Regions from separate parts of the Mus musculus genome. Here region 1 is linked to region 2. A link is a contact called in public HiChIP or PLAC-seq data. All regions are on one chromosome and are shown on one strand. Each heading gives the region's core, a stretch centred on a gene start, on an enhancer-like site or on the middle of the called end of the contact. The rest is flanking DNA. Distances are from core to core; before and after follow the strand shown. Region 1 overlaps Col18a1 (collagen, type XVIII, alpha 1). Region 2 has its middle 6.7 kb from the start of Col6a1.

What was found. HiChIP or PLAC-seq counts read pairs in DNA pulled down with a chosen protein or histone mark.
Region 1: a CTCF HiChIP or PLAC-seq map of the NIH/3T3 cell line shows a contact between it and region 2, with 5 read pairs. The contact joins two enhancer-like sites.

What each region holds. Positions count from the first base shown.
Region 1 is chr10:77,094,809-77,102,025 of GRCm38.p6, forward strand. Col18a1 (collagen, type XVIII, alpha 1) reads right to left here. Exons shown (of 42, transcript NM_009929.3): 3 at 1,183-1,727. Among named protein-coding and RNA genes, the nearest start is that of Slc19a1, 65 kb to the left of the region's middle. Within about 2 kb of position 3,978, at least 61 of the 459 cell types and tissues checked have an H3K27ac peak or open chromatin away from gene starts, as enhancers often do. A contact at or near this core is called in the NIH/3T3 cell line, where this site is marked.
Region 2 is chr10:76,729,411-76,736,061 of GRCm38.p6, forward strand. No RefSeq gene overlaps it. Among named protein-coding and RNA genes, the nearest start is that of Col6a1, 6.7 kb to the left of the region's middle. Within about 2 kb of position 3,716, at least 160 of the 459 cell types and tissues checked have an H3K27ac peak or open chromatin away from gene starts, as enhancers often do. A contact at or near this core is called in the NIH/3T3 cell line, where this site is marked.

The DNA.
Region 1 (7,217 bases), core at 2,728-5,227, 370 kb after region 2:
GCAGGAGACGCACAGAGCCTGTGGGATCTGCCATCCCCTTAGGAAACGATGGAAACGACAGTACGGCACAAATGTCCCACTCTGGAAATGATGACGCTCATTTCTGGTAATCGTGTTTGAAGATCAGAAGGGAAACACAAAGAGGCCCAGTTTGATGCCAAAGTCCTGGTAGCTTTTCTTTTGAACCCCGTGGGTTAAAAGTTCCTACCAGAGGGCAGAAGGTCATCTTTGAGAGCTATGGACATGGGACTTAGCACAACTTACAACAGGAGGTCCTTGTCTGGGTCACAATGGAGCATCTGTCCCCCAGGGACACGTCCTTCCTTACACACACAGGGACTCCTGTCTGGGTTGGGCAGGGGCGCCCCAGCTGCTGACTGCTGGTGTATTGAATTCAGGAGTCATGAGACAGTGCCAGCTTAGGGTCCCCAAGCACTTGTTCCCAGGAGGCTGGGATCCCAGCTGGGATGGCAAGGAGGAGTAGGAGGTCCCCGAAGTGAGGGACTTTCCTGCAGCACCTGGGAGAGCACCACAGGCCTGTCACAAAGTCTTCATTAAAATAACAGACCTAAGCAGAGCTGCTGTGCGACATCCCTGTCCCCATGGCCAGCAGGGTGCTCCTTTAACTGTGTGTGCAGTCCAAGAAAGACCCTACTCTGGCTAGCTTTAAATGAGTAAATTTTCCTTGTTGTTTTGAAACAGGATAGTCCAAATGGACCTGGAACTCTAGGTCTTTCTCCCTGCCCAGATGTATATCTCCATGCCTGTCTTGCTAACTTTTTCATACGATGTCTGAGTGGCCATTTTCCAGAAGGAATAACTGAGCCCTCCTGACTAAACCCCACATTCTCCTCATCTTACGTTTGGTGCCTCCAGCTTTCCAAAGAAAGCTTCATGCCTGAGAAGGTGGTCTGGATCAACTCAGAATGGGAGCCTGGGTAGAAACAGCCTCTAGCAGCTCTCTTATACAACCTGGGGTCTCAGAGAATTCACACAAGCCCACTGTGATGTTTCAAGTCATCAAACAACAGAAGTTGGGGAGCAGATGCCACTCCACCCACAAACTGGGAAGTCTGGGCTGTTGCCCACAGGCTTCAGCATCAACTGGGGGAACCTGTTTTCTCTAGTCCCCACTGCCCCCTCCTCCCCTGGATCAGCATGCAGTAGGGCAGCACAGGTTACCTGGAACTTGTCAGGGTCTGCTGTTCCAGCCTGACCCACAAAGAGGCCAGCGCCACGCTCTAGCTCCAGTCCCTGCGAGGCCCGAGCAAATGGCACCCTCTGGAATTCTTCACAGTCTACGTAGAGAGCCACAGAGCCTCCGTCGACGCTGAGCGCGAAGTGTGTCCACTGCCCAACAAATGCAGGTAGGCGGAAGCTGGCTCCCGTCTGGGTCTGGCTGGCCCCAGGCTCCGTGTAGAGCAATGAGATGTTTTGCTGTCCATCTCGGACCTCTGAGAGCTTCACGCCCAGTGAGACTACCACCTGGGCAGCATCTGTGATGGCAAATAGCACCCCTGCTGCCTCTGTGGCTGGCCGGACATGAAACAGCAGCGAAAAGTCCCGGAAGAAGAGTTTTGGGAAATGATACTGGGCCACCTGGCCACTGTTGGAGTCTGGTCCAAAGATGTAGGCCGGCCCGACGTGAGGGTCATCGATTTGTGAGATCTTCTCAGGTAGGGGGTCTCCAAGGAGCTGCAGCAGCCCCACCTCCTCAGCAACATTCTCTGCAAAGAGAAAGACATCCAGTGAGGTGGCTACACAGGATCAGACCAGAACACAGTGGCATTCTGGGAGACACAGACCATGAAACCACCCCCATGGGCTCACAGGCCAAAGCAATCTCAAGATGGGCGATGGGTGTGAGGAAGCAGGGTGTGGAGTCTCCCACTCTCCAGACCTAGACTCTGTAGGAAAAGCACAGATGTGGAGTAAGACCTCTCTCTACTACAAAGAGAGAGGAGGCAGCACACGCTACTCCCACTCTGGGAGCCAGCTAGGTGATACATCAAACTCAGGAGACTCAAATAGCCAGGCTCCCAAGTTAGCTTTTTCTGGTTTCATTCGATCGTTATGGTTTCAATGCTGATATCAAACCCTCGCTCTGGTTCTCCACAGTTGATGTGTCAGGTGGGATATGTTACAGGGCAGAGAGACAGGACAGTTCTTCCTTGGCCATTTCTGCTCCCCGAAGTTTGCCACCACGCTATGGCACAGAATAGTCACATGAAGGCTTGAGGCAACAGCCCTATACAGACTCTCCCAGATTTCTCACTCTTCTGATGTGCTCCAACGACCCAATTCAATACTCGTCAGTCCTTGCACCATGTTGAGTTAGACACAGCTGTGCAAGGCCGTCCTATCCTTAGGCAAGGGCCATCAGACTCATGGAATACACTCATGTGCCATTAGCATTACAAAGCCTGGGGGGTGTTGCTTTGGGCAGGGGGTAATATTCACAACAAGAGCTCTTTAAGGAAGGGGCTGCTGGAGGAAGGTATACTGGAGTGTGCGCATGCATGCAAAAAAACGCAAAAACACCAGTATCTCAGGCCAGGCTCCCACTGTGGGGCTTGGCTGACCAGGCTCTACAGATTAGGAGGTGGGAAACCCTGAAGCCACAACTTCACAGGATAAGCTGAGTCAACAAGCCCCTTGAAACCAGAAGACAAGAGCAGCCAACTAGGGCATCCATCCCTCAGGGGACAAAGAACAGCTTTGTGTGCCACAGAATCAGCCCAACCTGTTGTGAGGATCTCCTGAAAGCCTCACCCTGCCACGTGCTCCCTAAGCCCTGAATGCTGACCTGACCTGGTGTTTGCTGGGTGTAGAATGGACCCAGATCAGTCCGGGGCATGGCTTGCAAGGACTGAGTGTCTGCAGCCTTTCAGCAGAGAACAGAAAAAACTAAGCAGGCCATCCCTCGGCAATCGTGATCTAACACAATCAGAGCTGTTACAATGTTCCCTTCTGACCAGACACAGCTGTTACAATGTTCCCTAGGACACAGCAGATACTAAAGTTTAGAAAAGTCAACTCCCCGCATGCTGCCTGCCATGCTGGAGACTCGGTTCCTCCTTCTGGACAACAAAAATCCCTGGTGCTCCATTAGCACAGCACACAGGACTCTACAGTTGCTGGCTTCCTGGGCTGGAATGTACCAGTGTGTTACGTGATGACGCCTGAGTCCAAGTCCTTCCATTTCTTCTCCATGGAATTCTTTTTTGGCTCTGTTGAGAGGAGCTGCCAAATGCCAGGACCATAAGATCACCAGCTCTCTTCTCTGGTTACAGCAATGGCGAGCGGGGAAGGGCCTGGGTGCCTATGCCAGGAAACCCATTCCCCTGTAAGAAGCAAAGCCTGTGCCATGCTCTGAGAGGGCTGATGCAGGAGGCTGGCCCCTCTGCATGCTAAGGCCTGTTGAGTCACTCACATGAGCTGAGATCCAAGATGAGCTGAGTCCTACATGGTTAACGCCCACCTTCCCAAAAGTGAGCAGGCATAGTTCTTTCTGAAAGCCTATATTTTAATGCACATGCTTCATATAGAACCAACTGCAGTCAGCATCCCCCCCCCCCCCGAAAAGCACAGCCAAGGCTTGGCTCTGGAGGGACCAGCAGCAAGAACGTCTGGTGCTCCCCAACTGACTGCACCAGGCTCCCGGTGGTACGGGAACCCCTGACAGCCTCCCTCCCTGGACTACAGCCAATCTATTCCCTTCACAGGCAACCTCACCAAGCAGGACCTGGTTTGAGAACATTGAGGGCAAACGGTGCAGCCGTTTGGCAAGGGGTAGCCATCAGCAAGGGCTCAGTAATGGCAAATGTCATGAGAAAAATGACCCTTACCAGGGACTCTGGCAGCCCCAGAGCAAGAAGGCACACTCTCTTACTGAATACCTCTAAGCAGGAGACAACCCTGTCCCTCAGAAGGCTCCTGGCCAATCCTGATATCTGCCTACCCTGGAGAAAGGCTTCCAACTAGGCCAGTATCTATTGGCTTGCTCAGGGACTTCTCTAATGGAATAGAACAAACCTCTCACCCTGTATGACTAGTACTTCTGACATGCAGAGCCCCACAGCTTGCCAACTGGTTCTCCCAGGGATGTAGCCTGGGGACTGTGCATCCATCCCTAGGCCGGCCACTGAGCTTTCCCCCACACACTCCTAGGGCTGCTGTGTGCAGGGCTCAGGCTGGGGCAACCCGTCCTTGCTCTCTCCAGCCTACAATTCCTGTAGAACTCAGGCTGTGGCAGCCCTGCCCCCACAGAGCCTAGGCCTGAGTTCCGCCAGATGTGCATCTAGTGCTCCCAGACCCCAGGTAGATCTCAACTATCAGTGATCTCCTCGTCCAGCCCTAGAGAAGAGCATTTCTGAGATACCCAACTACCAAGCAAGCAACTCCCATGGAACCTTCTAGAGAAACTGGTGTTTAAACCAAACATTTCCCTTGGATCAGAGGGAAATATGGCAGCCCCTCCCTGCTTCTAACTTCTGGGGTCTATTCAGATACAAACACATGCAGCACCTGTGTGGGGTACTCAGTGGTCATCTAGTACATAGCGGCAGAATCCGGGGGACAAGTCCAAGCACCATTGAGGTGGTCTAAACCCCTATGGAAAAGGCTCAAGAACTATTTGAACTAAGCAGTCAGTGTGGAGAGTTTTATTACATCCGCCTAGGCCTGGCTGCGCTGAGCTGTGGGAGATGAGCCACCCCGGACTCGTGGTAGAATGAGGCCTTGGAGGGTAGTTTTGTGAAGCCTTGAATGGAGCCATTTTAAGAGATATTCAGAGTCAGAATCCTCACAGAACTAAGAAACTATGACCAGTCCAGAACAGAGAAAAGGCTAAAAAACAAACAAACAAACAAACAACAAAAACAAAAACATCATCAATAAAAACCATAAAATAAGAGGACAGTTTGAGTTCCGATAGACCTGCACTCTGAATATACTACAAAGTCTCTGGTGGAAGACAGACTTGAGTTGGGCCAGAAGCAAAGAGCAGAGGGAAACACAACAGCCCAACAAAGAAAAGAATCTGGCAAAAACTACCCAGAAAGGCGGAGGGGGTGGTCAGCAGGCAACAGTTTCAAGATGAGCATTGCAGCCATACGAGGATGAACCCTACCAAGTAGAACAAAGTTCAAGTTGAAGCCATCATCCTTTGATCTTTGTCTGAGAGCTGCCCAGCTGGGTACATATGTATCTAGTTATGATGCCCGAGGCACACACAGCAAGGCAGGTGTTTCTTAAGGACCCTCCCTAAGCACTTTTTCTGTTCAACTTGAAAGAGACAAACTCAGAGTGATGAAGGAGCCTTCCAGTGCCTCACAGGTGTTGTGTTCCCTAACGCTACTTTGTAACCCAGTAGCAATTAGAGCATGAACAAGCCCAGGGTAGGAAGACACCTCATCTCCACATTAGAAGAAAAATACTGGGAACAAAATATTCCCAGGAACAGCATTGTACCCTGCCTGAAAGACTAGAACTGATTTGAGCAAGTGAAGACTCGGGTTGACATGCTACCCCACCCCCAATGAAATCCCAAACCCTTACGCGGTCAACGTTATCCAAAGTGGCCTGGGGGGTATTGTCTGACCAAGAGGAGGTGTTCAGATGTGATCCTATTTTGAAGAGGAAGGCCTTGGGTCTCGAGAATGGGACAGCGCCTGGGCAGGGTTATCTCAGGAATCCAGATCAGGACCAACTTAAGGTGCTGGACCAGCGTTTAGTATGCACAGGCAGAAGACCAATGCACCAGAGGGTAAGCAGACTATTTAAAACAATAATCGGGAAACACCTAAAGGTGTAGTGGGCAGAGTGATCCCAGGGTGTTAAAGAAAATGCCAGAAGCATGCAGCCACAGAAAAGAAAGGCAGGGTGGCTCTCTGGGAGACGGGAAATATGTCAAAGGAGTTTTCCTATACAGGCTGAGCCCATTCATGTAAAGTGAGAATCATTTTTTGCTGATCCTGAATGTACACATGTACACAGACCTCAGTGATGAGAATAATGTCTCCAAAGATGTCTATTACAAAGAATGCTATTTTACCCTACATAGGACCACTACAGTGGGTTGTGTATCTTGAGATAAGGATGAGCCAGATGTATTCACACATTCATGAATGCTGTTATTCCAGGCTAGAGGTTTATGCTCCGGTAGGGAGGCTGGGTTGAGGTCCAGAGATGACGACTACAGGAGCTCTTTGCATTCTGGCATCCAGGCAAGCCACTGATATCCACTCTGTGCTAATGGTGTCTTAAGATTTGTCGTTTTGGAAAAACCGATGCTTCAAAGTGAGTTCCTGGAGGACTCTGAAAAGATGGCAGGGCAGAGAGAACCAGGAATGGCCTCTTTGGAACAGACAAGCATGCTACAATGGCCATCAACTATGTAATGCTGGGAATTGGGCATCTATGTAGGACCTGCTCCCTGCTGCCTTCCCTGATACCTGTAAAGGAATCTGAGAGCCTCGCTACTGTGAAACCTCCTTCCTCAGAGAGCTACAAAAAGGGAAACACCCCCCCACCCCCCCCACTCCTGCCTGGAGGGCCTGATTCCCTTTCCAGAGTATTGGTGTTTTTATGCATGTCTGTCCATGGTATCAATAACTCTTCTAACAGACTCCTTAGCCCTAATAATTGGTGTCAATGACCCCCTTCTCTGCACCCCAGAACAAGTCCTCCACTGTGAAACCAAAGGAAGGGCAAGGATTGGAAGTCACGTGACCACTTGACGAGTCAAGAGCCCTCATAAAGGAATAAGCACAGCCAATCATTAAAGCCGTGCCACGGTAAGAACACCTGACCACACCACATGTTGTTTGCTACATAATTTAAATGTAGTCAAAGGATTGTTACATTGTTGTTGTTTTTGGATTCACGTATATAAACATGTAATGAAGGAGGCTGGGCTTGGTGGAGTGTGCACTGGGAGGCAAAGGCAGGTGGATCTCTGTGAGTTTGTGGCTAGCCTGGTCTACAAAGTGAGTTCCAGGGCAGACAGGGCTGTTACAAAGAGAAACCCTGTTTCAAAAAACAAAACAAAACAACAACAAAGGGTTGCCAAGGGATCTCAACAAGGGGCAGACACAGAGCTGCAAGGGAGTAGCTCATCTGAAATACCACTGAAGTTAAGCTGGTGTCTATCCAAACTAGACGGTAAAGCTTGAGGATGGCAAGTCTAGCTATACATGGTAACCACGCACGCACGC
Region 2 (6,651 bases), core at 2,466-4,965:
AAGGGCTTTTGCTGTGAGTCTTGAAGGCTGTGTAGTTCAAATCCCTGGTACTCTATGGTTGGGAGGGCACTGTAGCTTGGGAACAGAGTTCCCTTGTGTAGAGCACTGAGTTTCTGGTTTTAATGGCTCATTCTAACAGTGGTACCAAGGTTTTAGCCCATGTCTCACAGTTATCCATTCTGAAGGAGTCTGGGAGGGCTCATTTGTCTAGCTGAGGTGTGTGGCTGATACGTGGCCCAAGAGATAGATCCAGGCTTGGGATTCTGCTAGTGTTTGGCCCTGTGGGTAGCATCTTGGTCACTTCCCTGCCCTCCCATGGCAGCTCAGACATGGATTTGTGCCCTCTATGGGCTCCACCTGACAGAATTCGTTTGAAAAGGGGCCACAAAGGCTGTAAGCTCCCGGGTAGAAAACAAGTGTAGAATAGTGTTCCCTGACCTGTTTATGTCAGTTTATGTCACTGTCAAGAGGGACTGGCTGTGTGCTACACACAGACTCCAAGGGCTGCCTATTCATAGATGAAGAGACAAGGGGTGCTACACACCTGGCACACAAGCGGCGCTACTGCTTGCTGTTTTTACATGGCCCCGGCAGTTCCCGATGCCTCTATAATTGGAGAAGGAGTCTGTTCATCCCCCGGGGAAGGTCGGAAGTAGAGTGATCTGGGATTTTCCAGACACACAAAAAGGCCACATGCCTTCAGAGAGTGCGGTGACAGAGAGCCCAGTGGGACAGGCGCGGAATCCAAAGGATGGGGTGGCCCAGTGTTCGAAGAACCCACTTTGGGGGTTTTGGGGTTTCCGGAATGTCTTCAGCCTTTCCCAGGGTGTAGCCTCTGGAGAGCTTCCTTTATTGCCGACACCAAAGACCCAAACCCTCTTCACTTCTTTTGCAGATTTGCTGAACAAAGACGGGGCTGTTCTCTTTAGTGCCTCAACTGTCTAGTGAACTTTCCTCCCAACTTAGAACATGATTCATCAAAGAAAATAATGTTTTCCATGAGCTGCACTCTGTTTCCATGGCGCCGAGCTGTGGATGTTGGAACCAGCAGGGGTGCCTGGCAGCCATACGGGCCCCACCCACAGGCCCCACACAGGGGACTCCCCTGTTCCCCTGTTCTGTGCCTCAGCATGGATGGCAATTCTCCTCCATTCTAGGGAGCCCACATCCCTGGAGCACTGGTGCACAGGGCCCTATGGTCTAACTGGGGCCAGGCTGGGCTACATGTCTGAGGTACATCATGGACAGAGTAGCTCCTGTCTCTCAGCTCCAGTTTACCGAATGCCAAGTGAGTCACCTGGGCAGGGATCGTTCATGGTGAGACTCACTTCTCGGGCAGGGCAGTGCTGGGTGTCTGCGTTTCCAGAGCCACTGATCCGAGAGATGTAAACGTCCCACCAGGGATGACCATCGTTTGAGCTGTGGGCCCTCAGCGACTGCTTGGTACCAGTTGACAAAGAACCTCTCACTGGTAACCAGACAGGAAGGGCAGTGCTCTTGGTGAGAGCTTCACAATAATATGTGGAGGGGACATCAATTTGCTCATGATGAGAGGATTAAACCAAGCCCTCCGCATGGCAGGTTGGGGACAATATACAAAGCTGTTAGCCCCATCACTGTCACCAAACAACATTGTCCCTCTCAGGGGATGCTTGTGAGCAGGGTAACTTGGTAGCATCTACCTAAGTGACATACGCATTCACAGCCAAGAATGTCCCCTAGAGATGGGGTGTAAAGTTATATCAGCACATTAGTCTGCATGGGTCCAACAACATTATAACATTATCAACCTCCATCTGTAACACATGGAGGTACAGCAACAGAGGCTGGTGGATAAACCACCAACTGACAATAGCCCTAAGGCCATGAGGCTGAGTTGGGCACGCTCTGGAGTATAGCGTGGTACCAGGATCCCAAAGGGGATACAGAATGGAAAGTTTTGGGGTCCCACTATAGAGTGAGCTAGGTGGGTCCTGTTTTGCACAGGGGTGGTCTCTCATTATGGGGCAGACAGGCAGCTCACTATTATAGGCTGTGCCTGTAATGCCCCCGACTAATTGTTTTGTGAAGGCGGATCCCTCCACTGGTCCCCCACCACCCTCCCTACTCAGCGACTCCAGCTGACGATGTGGCTCCCTGGCTGCATATTAACCTAATTTATTTTTTGTTCTCTTGTCTGAAAACTTGAGAATTTTATTTTCTGGTGAGAAGTGGACATGGGAGCTCTGGTCGCGTGCCGTCCTTTGAAAGAGACACTACAAAGCTGAAAAAAATGAGTTGTGTGCACGATACCCAGAGAGACCAGCGAGGCAGAGCCAAGCAGCCAGTGAGTGGGTAACCCCAGGCCTCCCTGCTCTTCGAGGCTTGGCTGGGAGGCTCAAGGACACCATGACACAGACGCTGGCAACTTGGCCTGAGGGGCTCCAAGGCTGTTTGGAGTTGGCCCAACACCCACAAATCTGAGGCTGGATATTCTGAGAACCCTAGCTAGCAGTGGAGCCAGAAAATTCACATAGCTCTAACTCTTTCCTCTTCTCCGGAGGAAGGGGCGATTTCCCCCCAGAAAAGCAGCTGACCCACGCCGCAGGCTGCAACACATGGGTGTCCCCACGGATCCCCGTGGAAATCTTGTCTCGAGTCTCACTGCCAAAGCCTCGTCCTGGGAGCGTGACCCTGACTCCCGAGGACAAGCAGAAGCTTCCCCAGGGGCAGAAGCAGGAAGCAGACAGACACTTTAGCAGGACACTCTACGCCAGCTGGAGCCACGGCTTAAGCACAGACAAAAGCATTTGGAGAACGGGCATCTTTGGAGCTGTAGGCAGAGGTTTCTGCTCTAATCTGCTTCTCTTACATACACCCCTAAACCCCGGTCCTCACCGCCCAATCTATATAGAGCCTCTGCACGCTGGTCCTTTCTATGGAGGTAGAGGGACCCAAGGGATGCACAGATAGCTGGGGCAGCTGCACAGGTCACCAGAGAGTGCCATAATCATTCTGTGCTTGCTGCTGGTGGTCTCTAGACGAGAAGCCAGTGGGCAGAACGAGTCATATCTCCTTTTCCGCCCCAAGATCCCTTGCAACCTTTTGGTTCCATCAGCTAAGTTTCTAACAGCTCCCCCCGCCCCATACACACACAAGTGCACAATGACTCCCTTCTCTCCGGGAGCTGTGAACCTGACCTTGGGGAGGTAAAGGGCTCTGAAAAGTGGGTACCCTTGACCCTGGGGATAGTTGAGAAATGGCTACATGCAAAGCAGGGATTGAGTACCATGAATAGCAGGCCCATGCTGAGCACAGAGTTATCCACTGAGCCTGCTGAGGGCTGCAGCGCCCCAGGAACACTTTACACAAGGGTCCTTGGGCTCTTATCCTTTCTCAAGGGACCCTCTCCATCGAATTGCCAGCTAGCATGGCTGGCTGTGAACACAGTGACTGGGGGCTCTGGTTCTGGACGGGTTAAACTTTCCTATTACCTCATACTGGCCTCCTGCCTGTAGAGAGAGAGAGAGAGCAACATCTGGCAGAGGTATTTCTCCAGCAGAGCTTGGGCCTCTGGAGGAGCAGCCTGGCTCCTTACCAGAGGCCAGCTGCAGGCTTAGGCGGAACTCAAGGGAGGGGGCTTCCCGGGAAAGGATAGCCACAGTGGTGCCGCACCACCTGGGTCCCCGAAGCCCACCCTCAAGGGCCTGGAGATGACAGCCAAGCATTCCTGTGAACAAGAGTCACTTCCTGTCCTGCTAACCCTGGGAAGATGCTGGAGCTGCGGTGTGGAGGGCTGGGCTAAGCATTACCCCAGACGTTTTGAGGGGCTAATAGGGTTTCAAAATGAGATCTACTACGAGCCCAGGACCGTGTTGGAGACCACCAGGTCTGGGGTATGCCCTCCTTGTCTTTATCCCCCAACAGCCACAAAAGCAGATCCTGCCCCTCCCACCCCCAACCAGAGTCTGTAAGTGATATTCTGGGGATCAGACTGCTGATCAACATGCAAAATTGCTGCCTTTCTCAGCCAGAGGTGGCGCTGGGGAGCTGGGGAGCCGCACCAGGCATGCGTCCTGTCTCTGCAGAGCCCCTGGCACTTGGAGTGTGGGTTCCACTGTATAAGCCTCGCGCTGAACTGTGATTGATATTTCCCAGCTGCTGCCAAGACTCTTCGTGGAAAACTGCTATAGCCTGACCGCCTGAGTTCTAGCGAAGACAAGCCTAGTCAGAGAAGACTTCCTCACCCCACCCTGCTGTGCGCAGGAGAGAACAGGACACTCCCTGCTCTCTGCAGGGAGCCAAGCAGGGGACTCCAGGCCCAGTTCACTCTTCACCTCAGGTAGCCAAGGATTGTCACAGCGGAACAGCAATATATGCAAGGGGTTGCTAAGACCCTTGGTCTCTTCTCAGCCACACTGGGGCTTGGAGACTCTCCAGCCTGCTGCTTCAGGGTGGCCTGGCTGGCAGCCTTGTCCTCTCACCCTGCCTGGCCTCATCCCCCAACCATGGAAGCCCCTCATCCTTGGTACTCTCTGAAGATGTCGAGGAGACCGAGGGACCCAAGATCAGCCAGGGCAGCAAGACAGGCTGCATGCAAGAGGTGGTCAGGGGTCTTTTCTAGCCTCTGTGCTCTAGGCTGGGGACATAAGAACCAGGGACATTCAGATCTGGGCTGGTTCCTGCTCTGTCATCTACCAGTTCTGTGACCTAAGGCCAGAGAAACAAGCCAACATTGTGTTGCCACATCTTCAGGAGATACCCCTCTTAGTATTGGTTAGTGAGAGTTTATGATGGGCTATTAATGGCAGTGTCGGAGTAAGACAGTCTCAATTCCTTATCAGGAGGCCACCATCAACAGGTCCCATGTAGACTCTGTCCAGATGTGCTAGAATAGTGATTCTTAGCCTTCCTAATGCTGTGATGATTTAATATAGCTCTCCATGTCGTGCTGACCCCCGACTATAAAATTATTTCATTACTGCTATTGTTAAGAAGCCGGGCAGTGGTGGCACACACCTATAATCCCAGCACTTGGGAGGCAGAGACAGGTGGATTTCTGAGTTCGAGGCCAGCCTGGTATACAGAGTGAGTTCCAGGACAGCCAAGGCTATACAGAGGAACCCTGTCTTGAAAAAAACAAACAAACAAAAAAGAATCGTAATGTAAATATCTGATATGCAGGATATCTGGTATGTGACCCCTGTGAAAGGGTCGTTGAACACCCCACCCCAAAGGGATCTTGATCCACCGGTTGAGAATCACCATTCTAGGAGGTACCCTAGGACCTTCTATCTGGCATCTGATTCCATAGCCCCGGCTTCTCTAAGGAGGCCTCTTGGCAGTCAGATGTGCACCCTGGGTCACATCTGGGGTTCCTAGGAACGGCTACAAGCCTGCATGATTTTTCTGATCTATCAAACTCTGGAGCAAGAGATGTCTCTCGCTGTTCTGTGGAAAAGGGCCTCGTTCTTGCTCAATGATCTCCAGAGATTGAGGGGCCATTCAAGCACTTCCATGCAGGGGTTAACTTTAAAGAGAAAAAGTATTGTTGACAGTCAAAAGCCAATAAAATCAAGACCCACAAGAGTGAGAGGTAATTAAGCCTGTTCAGTGCCTGTCTAGGATCCCTGGGCTTCAGGTGACTGACTCAGATATCTTCTTCCCTTGTTGGCAAAACTCCCCCAAATCAGCACTAGGACTTGGGGTACACATGTGCCCTGGGTTATTTATGCCAGTTTCTTCCCCAGCACACACCGGAAATCTCACGTTCTGGTGGTTAGTGATTAAGGCCCAGAGAGGCTCTCAGGGGCCAATATGCTGGGCTTGAGCGCCCTCTGCTGTCCATCTGGGCACTTTGCTGGATGTTCACAGACAGAGACAGAGCGGCTGTGGAATGGTAGTCATCATTGCCTACCTCAGGCTTGCTTGAATAGATTGAGTCTAGGAAGCATTGAAGTCAATGAAGCCTCTGGGGAGATTCCATTTTCAGCCTTCCTGAGGCACAGTGTGCCCTGTCTCAACAAAGGTACAGGAAACTATCCTACCAGAGGCTGGCCCCTGTCACTTGGTAGGCCCAGTCCCAGATACAGAACAAGTGAGCAGCCTCAACTCTGTGACTAGCCCAGCTGCTTCCCACCTCTGCTTGCCTGTTTCAGAAGTTTCTAACCTTCCTGAAGCCAGAGCTCTCTGTAAAGAGGGGAAGGCTAACCCTAGGATATCTTAGGCCTAGGTATCCCAGAGCCTGGCACCATAACCCTGTGCCGTAAGAGTGTTTTCTAGGATCTTCATGTATATCTAGACATCAGTAGGACTCCCCATGGTAACTCCTAGCCTCAGAATTAGAGTCACAACCAAGGGGAAGGATCTGGGTTAGGGTTGAGATTAGGTTAGGGTCAGTTCCAATGAGCAACTTGTTCCTATCAGAGACCCCACATGACATAAACTACCACTAAGCATACTCCCACGTTCAGTTCCAGGGGCCAAGTCAGTGAAAGGTGTCCAATACTTCTTAGAGGGTCCCCCAAAAGGTGAGGGCAACTCCTTCAATCTTCCTCCTTGAAGGCAAATGTCTAGTGCCTCAATAAGGTGATCAATGCTTCAGGGACACAGGTTAGGACCTGTCCTTGCCCCTTGTCTGCCCACCTGGTTCTGAGATTCCAGAGAGTAGAG